2 separate regions of the Rattus norvegicus genome follow, and region 1 is linked to region 2. Evidence: chromatin contacts called from public Hi-C data. All regions are on one chromosome and are shown on one strand. Each heading gives the region's core, a stretch centred on a gene start, on an enhancer-like site or on the middle of the called end of the contact. The rest is flanking DNA. Distances are from core to core; before and after follow the strand shown. Region 1 has its middle 90 kb from the start of Lrrc8d. Region 2 holds the start of Lrrc8d (leucine rich repeat containing 8 VRAC subunit D).

Region 1 (3,664 bases), core at 349-2,848, 90 kb before region 2:
GACAATGTGTTCTTTCTCTCTGCGGTGTGTGCACAGACTGGTTGCCTTAACATCAGTTCTTTGCTTTTTAAATTTGTATCAATGCTTTTTTTGGGGGGGGGGTGGGTGAGAGTGGTTTTTGAGACAGGACTGAAACTGGGTATGGAGCCCAGGATAATCTTGATCCTTATCCTTATCCACTGTAGTGCTGAGATTACAACAGGCCTGAGCTTTTAATTTATACCAATAATAAAAACATTAAACAAAAGCCAACTCTAGAATCAGCTAAAAAAAAAAAAAAAGAGAGAGAGAGATAGAGAAGACAGAAAAGGCAAGTAGCCGTTCTGCAAAGGGAGAAACTTTTCTAAACTGACTGTAACAGCAGGGAATTGTCCATCCAGTCATCACATCACTAGCTGTCAGGAGCATAAAAACCTCTAACCTCCTAGATCAGCAAAACCAGGACTGTAATTAGATCACCTGCCACACATTGGCTGCCCACGCACTTCCTCCTTGGCAGGGTGTAGGGAATTGGAGAGGCTGCGCTCCGGGAGGGTCCCGGAAGGAAACAGAAGGCAGAGGCTCCATTTTAAACTGCCTGGGGCTGCTCAGCGGGAGGGCGTGGGCCCCAAGGCTGGCCTCCTCCCAGTCTAGGAGTTCTATTCCCACCTTTTAGGGGCAACTGTCACCATCTGGGAGCACAGAAAAACATTCTCTTTATTGTTTCTCTGTAGGACCTAGGCCTTCCTAGATACCTTCGTGGCGCTGGCTCCTCAAGAGCGTTGGATGATAAATGAATCTTGAGGGCATCTTTTTGGGCATGACTTCTCATAGTTTCAAGAAACACGGGATTTCGGATGAAAGGAGATACTTAAGTATGGGGAGGAATCATTTGCTTTGATTGAACCAAAATAATTATCCTGCGGTGTCCTGGCCCTCATCTCTCTACGGAGGAAAAAGAAAAAAAAAAGACACTAATAAAACTTCACCTGTACAGGAACAAAAACCACAGGAAAGCTAATCAAGTTGGGAAACTTTTTAGAACAACTTCCCAAGTGCCTGTTTCGTACGCACGACGTTTTTGGTTTAAAGGCTTGAGACAGGGGAGGTCCTGATTCAGCTGAAAACAAAACCTGCGAGATACGGCTCTGATAGCTGAGGTAGCGGTTCGCGCAGAGATTGAGTTAGTAGCACGTGCCCTAAATCCCAGGTAATTGCTTTCTCCCGGTTGGAAAGCACTGGGTGACTTTTAAATGCCAATCCGGCACCCGTTCTCCCAACCTCATCGGCTCCTAGTGGTCAGAATAGCCTCCTGAAACTGCAGCACGGACGAAGCTTCCCCGCCCAACCCGGTTGCTACAGGGGAACAGCCAGCCTGGCACCATGCCCTGCCCAGGTGCGCTTGGAGGAGATATGCCCTGCGCCTCCGGCGACGTTTGGCAGCCATTCTTCTCCGCCCGGTGCACCTGCTGAGCTTCAAGCAGTCAGTCCAGCATCCCGGCCACCTCCCCGCCACCCAGTCCCTCTGGCCAGCCGGACAGACCCCTAGGCAGGCGCGGCGGGGCGCGCGGGCACAGCGCAGGCAATCACATGGAGGCCCGGGCCCGCCCCATTGGCTGCGACCCGGCCAGTCGCGGCGCTCGCAGGCTGCGGTTGGTCCCAGAGCTGCGGCGCCTGCACGGGCCCGGAGTCCATGTTACGCTTTGTCTAATTCCCCTCGTTACAGAGTCATGTGCTGCTGCTCCCGTCGCCGCCGCTGCCGCCGCCCGGGGTGCCCCGGCTCCTCCGCCGCGCTTCGAGGTGGCAGCCGCGGGCGGGGCCGCGGACTCAGGGTCCAGGGCGCCGCGCGCCTCCGGGGCGCGTCCCGGTGCAGCCGCCGCCCGCCGCAGGTGATGCCGCCGCCTCCCGCCTCCGCCTAAGCTCCGGCACGCGCGGCCCGGGCTGCCCGCGAAGGTGGGTGCGCGTCGGTCCACCCTAGCGGGGAGGGCGCAGGTAAAGCGGCCCCGGGACGCGCAGGCGTCCGGCCTCTCCGCGCGCGGCGCCGCGGAGGAGCACGGTCTGCCCCCGGGGCCGCGATCGAGAACTCGGGAGGGCTTCGGAACCCCGGGGCGGGGAGTGCGATCAAGTCCCCCACCCTGTGCCGGGACATTGTTCCGCTTTGGGCCCTGCGCGGGCCGGGTGCCGGCTGCCGCGCTCCCGCCTCGGCCTCCGTGCGCGCGATCGCAGGGGCGGAGATTGCCTATCGCGGCGACTCCGAGTCTTCCCGGAGGTGGGTGTTTGGTGTCTGGCCTGGTTGGCCGGGAGCCGGCGAGAGGAGCCCTTGAACTTCTGCAGAAACGCTTCCCTATCCGCCTCCGACCCGCTCCCGGTGGGCCGCGCGGGGTGTTCGCGGGCTGGGGCGGGGAAGGGAGGGGATCCCTGCGCCCCGCCCTCCGCGCCCGGGGGGAGGGCACTGGGGCCGCAGGTGCACCCTGCGCGCCGCGGGCCATCTCCGGGTTGGGTACCGGTATAATCCGCTTCTAGCTTGTTTGGAAGCGTGGGCTCTTGGGAAAGGGACTTCTGCTGGATTCTGGTTTAGGGGCTTGAAAAAGAGAACTGGGGTGCCTTCCCAGAGAACTGTTGCCTCCAGTTACTAGAGGGTCGATGGGGGACTCTCTCTTTCTGTCGCCCTTTATGCGGGGTATCCCTAACAGATAAGGAAATGAGATTTTTTTGTTGTTGTTCTTTGATTTTTCTTTTTAAGCCATCCGCAGTGAAGGAGAACTGCTTCAGGTCGAGGGGAGGAGAGGTAGGTCCCCTCTGGAGAGGGTTGGGGTGTAAGGTCTCGAGGTTCCCTCGCAGCTGGGGTGTGTGTGTGGCAGAAAGTGGGGAGGTATGATTGCTGGAAAGAAACAGCAGGGTAAAGAAATGGGAGCAGAAGGGAGAAGGCAAGAGATAGGACACCCAAGTGTTGGGCGTCCTCGCCGAACTGGAGCCCCAACTTGAGACTTTGGGGTTCTTGTTTGTGTTTCCTCGTACGATTTCCTTCTCCTTGACTTTGAAAGTTTTCTTTTACCTTTTATTTTTTTGTATTGGGCAAGACAGTTGTGAAGACATGTTTTTTTGGAATTGATAGAGACGTGAAGCACTGATTTCCAGAAACTTTCCTCGGCCACTTAAATAATAAGATCCCACCCAGGCAGCGTTCGCAGAGCACCTGGTACACACGCTTACTGCTCAGTGCTGGAGTGTGGAAAGAGCCCCGGCAGAGCATGGAGTCTGGTCTCAGTCAGGGTCAGGGCTGCTTACTTAATAAACGACCGAGGAGAACATGATTCAGGCCTCCCTCCCCAAAGTTTCTGGGGCTTCGTATAGGGGGTCCTACAGACTTGGGGTGGGGGTAAATCACTCTGTGAGGTCTTCAAACACCACCTGTTATTACAGCTCATGAACACAGGGCATATATATTATGAGCTGGGTCAGGGGCAGAGCTGCCCTGACACCAACTGAAGTTAAAATCCAATGTCCAGACGTGAAAAAGAATCGAAGATTAAAATGAGGTAGAGAACCTGGGAGTGTTGACTGCCGCTAATTATTTAGGGAGCCCTCCGGAAAAAAGAGGAAGTAACTATGCCGGGGATTCCACAGTGGAGATTTCCCAGCTCTGCCCACAGGAACATACTACCTTAGATTCCTCTAGTTTTTA
Region 2 (3,831 bases), core at 329-2,828:
CTGATGTTCTTCAGCCAAACCTTTGGTAGCTGCGTGCCACCCAGGACCAAGGGCTGACTCCCATGAGAAAAACCTGTGTATTGTGCCAGGTTTTGCTACGTGCTGTCCTCAGGTGGGCTCCGGGTTGAGACCAGTCCGTGCACAAGCATCTGTAGCAGGCACTGGGTAAAGGGCTCCCCCCAGTTCAGGGTCACAGCCCCAGCCTGCTGAGTCATCTCGGTTCTGCCTTGCTGGCTAGGACTCCCAAGCCGAATTCAGTTTGCCTTTCCTGCCTGAGTGAGCGTTCTGCTGGTCAAACAGCTCTTTTGTGCAGGTCTCTGGGGGTTCGTGTAGACAGGGAGCGGATTTGAGGGGAAGACCTGCTCGGCTGAATTCAGGTTACAAGAAACACCCGGTGGGTAACCTACACCTCTCCAGCCCAACCTGCCAGCATTTGCTCATGCAGAAAGACTGCTGTGACCTGGCATTGAGAACACAAAGTGTTTCAAAAGCTTCGTCCTTCTTGGAGGTGCCAGGCTTCCCGTCTGCCACTCTGCTCATGGGCCAGAGAGCCATAACCTTTCTTTTTTTTTTTTTTTTTTTCGGAGCTGGGGACCGAACCCAGGACCTTGCGCTTCCTAGGCAAGCGCTCTACCACTGAGCTAAGTCCCCAGCCCCGAGCCATAACCTTTCTTACCACTTTGGTTCCTAATCACCGGGGATGAGCCTCAAGCAAGAATAAAAACAGAAGGGCAGACAAGTACTGCATAAGCCTCTGCTTCAGAACTTGAAAACTAAACACGGCCAAGCCAAAGACATCTTTTACCCCCTTCCCTGTTTGCCTCGGCCTGATGTAACCTCCTCCTTAAATTACGCGGCTTTGTTAGAAAACAGTTCTAATCTCCTCCAACACTCCCCGACCCCCCCCCCCCGCCCAAGTGGTTTAGTTTTTTCCAGGTTCTGTCCTAGTGAGCTCACTTATTTCTTCCGAATAGTTGAGTTGTTAGAAGTGACCATGGTGGGATTCGTCCCCACGCACAGGGAGTGGTAGGCAAATGGTAACAGCTCTCCAAGGTGAGTCACAAGGCAGCGGTGCACAGAGGTCCTGGGATCTTACATACCGGGAACTGGGAACGGGTTGCTTCTGTCATTCACGTGGACTTGCTCCTTAAAATGTACTAAATTTTTCTTAACGTTATATCATCCACGGGAGCCCGATGTTTTTTTTAAACTAAAAATGTTTCGTGAGGAGGCCAGTAAATCCTTAGAGCACCAGCCCCCTGCCCCCACCCAACAAAGGGAAATGGCATGTTGTTTTTGACGCTGTGATTCAGAGAATTTATTTTATAGCCATTTGTCGTGTGTCTTGTGTCCAGGGCAGCCAGAAACAGATACTAAATATGCAGAGACCAGTAAGACACGCTCTTTCCTCTGAAATGGCTCAGTTCGTTGAATGAACAGCAGTTAGAGCCTAGTGCGTTCACGTTAATGAACTGCGGGCGATGAAGTGTGGAAACTCAGAGGTGGCCCTGTTAACTCAGCCGTGCAGTGGGACAGAAGGCTTTGCTAAGACACATTGGGAGTTACAGTTTGAGCCCACGAAGGTGACTGCAGGTCCGTCCCTATTCAGGCATCGTCTCCCACATGAGGGATCTAAGGCTCGGAGACATTAGGTGACCTTGCCTTAGACCCGGCAGCAGTCTATGTAGACTCACGGCAAGAATTATGCTGGGACTCTCCTCCTCCTGCTGGAAATTGAGCTTGGATCATGGGTAGGTTTACCCTGTAAGAGTCATGGGGACACAGGTCAGCCTGCGTTGTTGTGGGGCTACTGTACAAGGGATGTTGGTTGGCTTTTGGCTTTTAAAAGTCTCCTTCCTGTAAATGGACGACGTGCATTGTCTGACATTTAATTACAAAGGGCAGGACACTCAAGACACCTTGGGACTGGGTTCGTGTGTGACTCTCGGGGAGTCTGAGGACACCAGGCACACCAGACCGTCCATCATGTAGTATAATTAAACACAGGACAGAAAGACTGAAGGAGTCATTTTCATCTGTTTTGCTGAGCTGTGTTCACTACAGACTTACTGATTTGCATCGGATCACTCAGGGTTGAGCACTGTCCTCGACTAACATCTACTTACGACTGTGTCACCACTGTGCTGCTTAAAAGCGGGCTGGCGTGGCTGCCTGGCTTCACACGTCTGTACAAAGTCTTGGGGTACATGTATTCTATCAAGTTTGTCCACCAAACATTTGGGAATTTATTTACTTATGATTTTGTTGGTTTGTTTGAGATAGAGTCTGACTATGTAGCCCAGGTTGGCCTGGAAACAACTCTTTGGCTTCTTCTGTGTTGTTGGCCTATGTTTTTGTGGGGCTACTGTAGAGCAGGCTGACCTCAAACTCAGGGGCATTCTTCCAGTGTGTGTCTCATGAGTACTGAATTACAGGCTTTCCTGCGTACCCGGTTTTATATTATTGTTTTGTCTTTGAGATAGCGTCTCTCCCTGTGTAGCCAAGATCGCTTTTCAGATCATGGTCCTGCTGCCTCAGCTTCCCGAGTGCTGGAATTAAATGTGTGCACAACTGCACATAACTTGCAAATGTATCTTATTCTGTCACCGTGCCTTCTGATTTGTGGCACTGGGTGGATTAGTCTAATGCCCTGACCAAGAAACGTGTAAATTATGATGAATCATAGCTTGAATTAATTTGCTTCATTTCCTGTGGACATATTTATATAAAGCATTAAGAATAACCTTTTGAATAAAAAATATGTTCTTTCAAAAATATTAATAAGAGTATGATAAATATGCACGCATGTGCACACACACACACACTTCTTTATTCTTTTAGAATTCTGATAAGTTCTTTCTCAGCAGTGGGTTTCAGTGATGGATTTTGATTTTGAACCTAAGTATTATTGACTAAGGAAAAAAAAACCAAAAAACAAAACCACAGGCCCCTGGAGTCAGGAAGTGTTGATTTTGGTTTAAGGCCAATGGGTGAGTGATGTTTAATACATTAAATATTAAATACAGAATCCTTTGGTGTGTTGAGTGCTGCTAACGCTGCCAATTAAAACATCCAGTTTGATTTATAGAAGTTTAATTTGATCTGGATACAACCTGTTTCATCTGACAATTACCATACCATCATGACGTTTTGATAACAATCCAAATAACTCTCATTGAGAGAAAAATGGAAATGACCTAATCTCTGTCAGAGAGATGGCTTCTCCGGCAGAGAACCTGGGTTCAGACCCCAGCATGCACATGATATCTTACATGAGCCCGATGCTCACATGACCTCTTGCTGGCCCCTGCACACGCGTGATACCATACATGCATACAGGCAAAGCTCTCAGACACAGCAGAAAAAAACTAATGAAAATAATTTTGCTTAACTGCCTAGACTTCGGTTGGGTGGCCACACTTGCCTCTTCAGTAGTAAGAAGGATGATTTCATTTTGAAGTATTGTAAACCAGATTTTAACGATAATGTAGTTTCGGTGGGTTCAGAAAAGTATCTCCCCCCTTTGTTTTTGCTTTTCTGTAATTCCAGAATATTCAGATTTCCTGCAGTGTCGATTTAAAAACATCTTTTTCTAAAATATGATTTTTTAAAAAAATTCTACTACCTTGAGCCTCTCTTCACACGTACTCCATATTTACAACTGGGAAAGCGTTTTCTTCAGTGTATATGAAGCCTGGGACCTGACGCCATCACCAACTAAACAAACCATCTGTCTCTTCTAAAATAATAAAATACGGGGCCTTAGCTAGGGCACAGCCTTAAAACTTAAAGGCATGCTTTGTGAATAGCAAGCAAAGAAGTAGTAATTTT

What was found. Hi-C and Micro-C count contacts between places; a contact is called where the count stands out from the background.
Region 1: a contact with region 2 is called in a Hi-C map of the A7r5 cell line, with 1.7 times the contacts expected there. The contact joins the enhancer-like site here to the promoter of Lrrc8d in region 2. A contact is called at or near these places in 5 of 12 Hi-C or Micro-C datasets (the A7r5 cell line, frontal cortex, kidney and 1 more).

What each region holds. Positions count from the first base shown.
Region 1 is chr14:4,438,380-4,442,043 of GRCr8, reverse strand. No RefSeq gene overlaps it. Among named protein-coding and RNA genes, the nearest start is that of Lrrc8d, 90 kb to the right of the region's middle. Within about 2 kb of position 1,598, at least 77 of the 93 cell types and tissues checked have an H3K27ac peak or open chromatin away from gene starts, as enhancers often do. A contact at or near this core is called in the A7r5 cell line and kidney, where this site is marked.
Region 2 is chr14:4,347,983-4,351,813 of GRCr8, reverse strand. Lrrc8d (leucine rich repeat containing 8 VRAC subunit D) reads left to right here and starts at 1,578. Exons shown (of 2, transcript NM_001008338.1): 1 at 1,578-1,751. The coding sequence starts at 1,748.